Regions from separate parts of the Dromaius novaehollandiae genome. Here region 2 is linked to region 1. Evidence: chromatin contacts called from public Hi-C data. All regions are on one chromosome and are shown on one strand. The core of a region is the stretch at or near the end of the contact, and the rest is flanking DNA. Distances in the headings are between cores, read along the strand shown.

Region 1 (3,055 bases), core at 273-2,772:
TCGATCTCTATAGCGCTTTTTCTCCAAGGGTCCGTAACGTTCCTCCCCCACATCCCCAATTCATTTAGTGTAGCTATGCAACAACGGCACAGATAAATCCAATATTTGTCTGCTTTTAATAGTCACAGTACAATCTTAACTGATTTTATAGATGTCATGTCTATGCTTGCTTTGAAATAAAGAAAAACGTACTTTAAGCATTCAGATGGTTATTATAATTGTTCTACGTGTAGAATCCCATATATATTAATTGTATATGAAAATCTACACTTTTATAAGTTTAACTTACGTGAAAAGATGGTTGGGAGATACATTGGTATGTTATAGAGCAATCGGTATGAGCTAAATATAGAAAAATGCAATTGACCTAAGCTTGAAAAAAAATTGCCATAATTTCTGCAGTTAAACAAAACCCCAACTTTTTCCTCTGGAATGTTTCTGCAGGATGTTTCATTGGCTGCAACCAAAAGCTGCAAAAAGTACAGCGTGCAGTAAGTATTCACATTTGTCACCAGAAACAATCTATGCATAATTAATTACAGTAACATGTCACATGCACTGATAGGATGCAGATGAACAGCCTTTCAAGGGTAATACATGTAAATGTACTTTCAATATGCACATTTGCCTAATGATTTCCAATTAATAGCATCATTTAAAATAGCCCTGTCCTCAGGAAACAGCAAGCAAACAGTGACTTCTTAGTCTGTCAGGGCTCTCTGAGCTCTCAGCCTTGTAGCAGTGTTCTGTCATTAGAGAGGAAAGTTCAAGTTGATTTTATGTTTATTTATGTTTTACACGTACATCTCCTGCCTAAATCTGGAGCCTACAGTGCTCTACTACTGAGCCTGACCATTGATGTATGCAGTCGTATTTTTAAATAGGCACTTTGAAAAGCTGCTTGATACTCTAATTCAAAGTGACTTTCAGGAAGTCTCAGCCTGCACCAACATCTTGTTATAGCAGTAAATATTACCTAGGTATATCATATTCTGCACACAGAATGCTTACAGCAACGCATTCCTCACTCCTTCAGTGCCTGCCCTTACAATCTGCATACGCTCGCCCCAGCCTCTCTTCTTGAGCCCTTATACTTGCAGGGTGTTTTTATTCCCACTTTAACTCTCCAAAACAGAGGGAAGAACGTTAGGAGGCTGTCTTTTATACGAGAGGGAGAAGTACAGAGGGAGAGGGCCGAGGGTTTTGTGACCGAACTCTGATCTCTGCGATCGCAATGTAAAAATGCCCATTTCATTCCTTCCTAAGTGCCTTTGTAAAACGTTCGCTGCGAGTCCGGGCTCGGCATTTACTGTACAGTATTTACTACCCTCAGCTGTGCCTGGCGCAGCCACACCTCCTTCCCCACATTGGCTCCGAACACGGAAGGCCCGAGCAGCCGCTTCGCTTGTATTTGTACCAGTGAGAGCGTCTCGGGGCCTGATGGACATGCTGCTGGCCTCCAATGGCAGCGAGCACAGGCTGGATTTGGCAGCTCCTGCGCCTGCAGTATAAAAGCCGGCACGAGCAGCTTACCGCTTCATTCTGCGCTCAGGCAGCTGCTTAGAGAGGAAAGGCAGAGAGGCAGAGAAGCAAGCGGAGAGCGAGCTCCCACAGTGTTTCTGTGCGCTGGAACTGCTCTCTCCATCTGTCTTTCAGCATGAAAGCTTTCAGTCCTGTAAGATCTGTCAGGAAAAACAGCCTCTCGGAGCACAACCTAGGCATATCCCGGAGCAAAACCCCCGTGGATGATCCTATGAGTTTGCTGTACAACATGAATGACTGCTACTCCAAACTGAAAGAGCTAGTGCCCAGCATCCCTCAGAACAAGAAAGTAAGCAAGATGGAAATCCTGCAGCATGTCATCGACTACATTCTGGACCTGCAGATCGCCTTAGATTCACATCCCAGTATTGTCAGTCTCCATCACCAGAGACCAGGACAAAATCCTTCTTCGAGAACTCCTCTGACCACCTTAAACACAGACATCAGCATCCTGTCGTTACAGGTAAATGACCTCTCCGTAGCTGCCCTGTTTCTGTCCGCTGACCTAGATACGGTATTTTAAGTCAATGTTAGAACTGTCTTTAATGCAGAACGTGGCCAACCTGAGTAATGGTTACTGAAGACAGAGGGCTAGATTAAAATGTATGGAAATTCCAGCAAAACTGCCACTACCTCTGCTAGCCATTGTTACGAGTCTGTATCAAAACATGTCATGAGTGAAGAACTTCACGATCCAGAGTACTTTTTCTGCTTTTTTGACTGCTAAGACATTTAACACTGCTCTGTTTTGTTGTATTTTCTCCTTGCAGGCATCTGAATTCCCCTCAGAACTAATGTCAAATGACAGCAAAGCACTTTGTGGCTAAATCAAACGGTGAGTAAAGTGAGCCTTATTTTTAAACTTCAGATGAAAGTGCTTCCATTCAGAATGGAAAAATTCTGTTTATGAGGCTGTTACTATTTTTAAAAAGTCTATCATAAAAGTTGATTAGGATATGCCTTTATAACCAGCAATCCAACCATTAAAATTAGATTAATAATGGAGTCTGATAGTCCAAAGTATATTTTGGTTTCTAAGGATAATTAAGCAGCACAGACTGTTTGCTCTGATACTACTCACTGCTCAATGCCAATTCTCTGGTTATCTGTTTCTGAAGTCTTAACTTCCCGGGCCAGAGTGACTGATTAAGTTGGGAAACTTGGCACAGTTTCTTAAATTTTGTGATGTGGGATTGTCTACACTATCAGTTAAATAAATGACTGCTTTTAATCAAATAATTGCTGTAAGAGGCAGACTGGCGCCTCTGAGCAGTGCATTTACAGAGATCTAAATAGAGATTGGACTGAGAATCCCCTTTCTATCCTTTCCATTGAGTGTATGTTTTTTTAATGTTCAATTTGTGCTCTTGAGAGTGAGTGTGTGAGCGTGTATGTGTTGCATCTGGACGCCAGGGTTTGCCCAATCTTTGAGTGTTTGGTTAAATGTTCAAACTGTGGCTTCCTCTCTGGCGCCAGTCTGTCCGGATCTCTGCCCTGTTAGCATTCTCCTAAA
Region 2 (3,090 bases), core at 197-2,696, 480 kb before region 1:
TCTAAGGACATATCTAGACTGATCAGAAAGATTTAAGCACGACTGTAAGACTGTGAAACCTCAACTATTTGGATTAGATGAGTAAATGCCAGTTTGTTCACATAAGAAGGACAAAAGCTCTCATCTGCATCACTAGCTGTGATGCAAGCTTCATTGTGGTTCAGAAAAAGGCAACGGCTACATATAGTCTGTAGAAGTGCCAAAACAGCTCTTTTAGCTGGCATGTATGCACCCTTGAAAATGACATAAAGCACCAAATTCAGTTTAAAATCAAGCTAGTGGTAGTCCTCACCATTTTTAGCAATCACTTAGAAACTTTTATCAAGAAATTAGATTCCAGACTCTTTTCAGCCTAAAGGCTTTCCAAACCACTTCTGACCCTCCCTGGAAGAAAACTCACCTGGCCATACAGTAGTTGAGAATAAGCAAATAAATAAGAATAAATAGAAAGAGCCTGATTTTATAGCGCACTGCCAGGACAACCCTGGAAATGAGGAGTCCTGTGTTCTGTTCCTTGCTTCAGGGATGATGAATATTCTTTCAGTTGAAGAATCACTGGATAAAATGCTTAAACAATACAGTAGGAAGACTGAGTGTGGCCTTATGCCACAGTTACTCATCTGTAAATAAAACAAGAAGTCTTGCCTTATCCTGCCCTTTGTCCATGTTGGCATCACAGTGACATTTTCAGAAAGGAAATTTTCAGGGCAGGGACAGCTCTTTGTAAAATGTGCGTGGATAGTGCTCAGCTTAATGAGGCCTGCTGTGTGCTGAAGACACTTTGCTCTTAGCTGCAGATCCAAGGACCTCTCCATTCAACACCCAAGAATAAAATCTCTGCTATGCCTCCTATTTTTTCTGGAAGGATCCAGAAACTCCTGACTGTAGCTACCTACCATGTTTCTAACCCCGTTCCTGCACGAAGTAAGGCAGCGAGCGAGCACAGCTGCCGTCTTCCTGCGTCAGCTGGGCTCATTGTCAGCAGAGAATCACCCCCGGGAGGTGCAGATGGTGTTTGCACTCCTGCACAGATGGGCCATGCTCATTTCTGCCCTGGCGTTCACTGGAGTCCACACGTAGAGGCTGCCCTAGGGTGGAACTGAACCGCGATGTCCCCTGGCCATCCTTGTCCCTCTCCTGTGCCCTTCATCTTCCTTGGCCATTCTGGTGCACCGTCTCCGCTGGACACAGGCACTGTCGTGGCTTCTGTGGCCCAAAACCCTTATGCAACAAACACTAAAACCCTTTGTTCTTAAAAGGTCGGTTCAGAAACCAGCAGCACCAGCAACAAAAGGACCACTAACCAGCTGTCAGGGTTGCAGATGAAAAAACAAATCCACAATTATTAAAAAACTGAGAGTGAAATACTGCAGTACAGTTGGATTTCAGTTTACTTCCCTTTACAACCCTGAGTAGCTTTCTGCCAGTATTTGTGAAGTTTCAAGAGGGGGAGCTAGTTAGCTGGTAGAGTCTAGGCTGTTACAAAAACTTCCTTGACAGAAGCTCATAGCTTTAAGATTTTAGGTGAAGCAGAATGAAAACCGAGTTCACAGCAACAGACTCATTCCTGAGAAGCGCTTTGTATGGCATTGCTACCCTTGCTTTCCCCATAAACCTGACTGATTATTGAAGATATCACATAGACACAGCATGAAAGCTGATTATGTCTTGACAAGCGAAAAAACATAAACAGAATTTTTAATCATGAGACACACAAATGAGCTTGTAAAAAGCTTGAGAATGTATAATACACAGATCTAAATAACCAAGGGAACATAAACTTACATGCAGAATGACCTGTGACTGAAATTCTTGCATCAAAGATTTTAACACAGTACAGAATTTCATGGTAGGAGTGTCAGGAAAGCAAAGTGGCTGATTTCTATGCAGACAAGAACTCTCACTTTTAGCTAGTAAGATGAAATGCATTCAGTTGTCCTTACAAAAGATGCAGGAGTCCTGGGCCTTTGCAGAGTGTTGTAACAATTTGCTCGTTACATGGAACAGCAAGTGATTTTTACAGCTCTTGCTGCCTTTGAATTTTTAGAACAAAGATCAAATGTAGTCCCTTTGTGTGGTTTATCTCTTCATTCGGTATTCTTCTTCCTTAGTTATAAACTCCCCACCCACACACACACCTGTGTGCTCGTCTGCCCTGGAGGTGCTGTAAGTGGCAGAGCCCTGACTTCTGCTCCTCTCTGGGCAAACATTCACATGAGCGTATGGCAGTGCACGCAGAAATGCTGCAACCCCTGTGAAAGAGCACACTGCAATGGCATGCAAGGCTGTATGCAAGACCACTGTTCTGCCCCCTGAATGCAGTATTCTACCTCTTGTAGACATACACTTTTAATTGAAAACAGTTTGGCAAAATTGACAGTTGTTAGCTCAGTCACTGGAAGTGTTCAGCAGGCTACAAGTATTATGCTGCATTTGTCCCGTCCAACTCCATCGAGCCAGGCAGTTCAAATGGCGAATGACTTCTATAAGCCCTTCTTCCCACCACGCTCTCAACTCTGCACATTGAGACCTGGCAGCAGCAGAGCTGTGAAAGGCCCATGTTGTGCTCAGTAAGTCACACATGGTGAGTCTTGCTCTAAAATCATGTTTGTTTCTCGTTCTTGCTACAAAGTGATATGGTGACAGGTCAGATCCCACTGCAAGGTAAGTGTTGCCAGACACTGACTCTCTTCCCCTTTATTCCATTTCTGACTCTAGCTCGCCTAAACAATGTTTCACGGCCAGAATTGTTTGCTGAGCTGAAGCGAGCAGCGTGTCACGCTGCTGTTGTCAACATCCCTCTGTGATTCTGCAGGGAGAAGCTCCGTCAGTTGATACACTATCTGTTGTTTGGATGGACAAATCTTCTACTCCCACAGTAAAACCAACACTATATGTGTCTCTTGCAGTGCATGCAATGTTGAAGTCAATGGGATTTTTGCCACTGGTTTCTCTTAATTCTTGAATTAGAATTGTAAAGCTACTGGTTCTAGGAATATGGGGAAAATCCCATAAAACTCCAGGATTTCATACTCTGGAAACACAAACCCCTATTTCTTCTATATTTGCATTATTTTATGTCTTCATTTT

What was found. A called contact is a pair of places that touch in the nucleus more often than the background predicts.
Region 2: a Hi-C map of brain shows a contact between it and region 1, with 5 times the contacts expected there. The contact joins the enhancer-like site here to the promoter of ID2 in region 1. A contact is called at or near these places in 3 of 4 Hi-C or Micro-C datasets (brain, liver and ovary).

What each region holds. Positions count from the first base shown.
Region 1 is chr3:17,975,813-17,978,867 of bDroNov1.hap1, reverse strand. It overlaps ID2 (inhibitor of DNA binding 2), which reads left to right and starts at 1,522. Exons shown (of 3, transcript XM_026097234.2): 1 at 1,522-2,005; 2 at 2,313-2,377. The coding sequence starts at 1,658. The coding sequence ends at 2,369.
Region 2 is chr3:18,460,332-18,463,421 of bDroNov1.hap1, reverse strand. No RefSeq gene overlaps it. Among named protein-coding and RNA genes, the nearest start is that of RNF144A, 370 kb to the left of the region's middle. Within about 2 kb of position 1,446, at least 1 of the 2 cell types and tissues checked has open chromatin away from gene starts, as enhancers often do.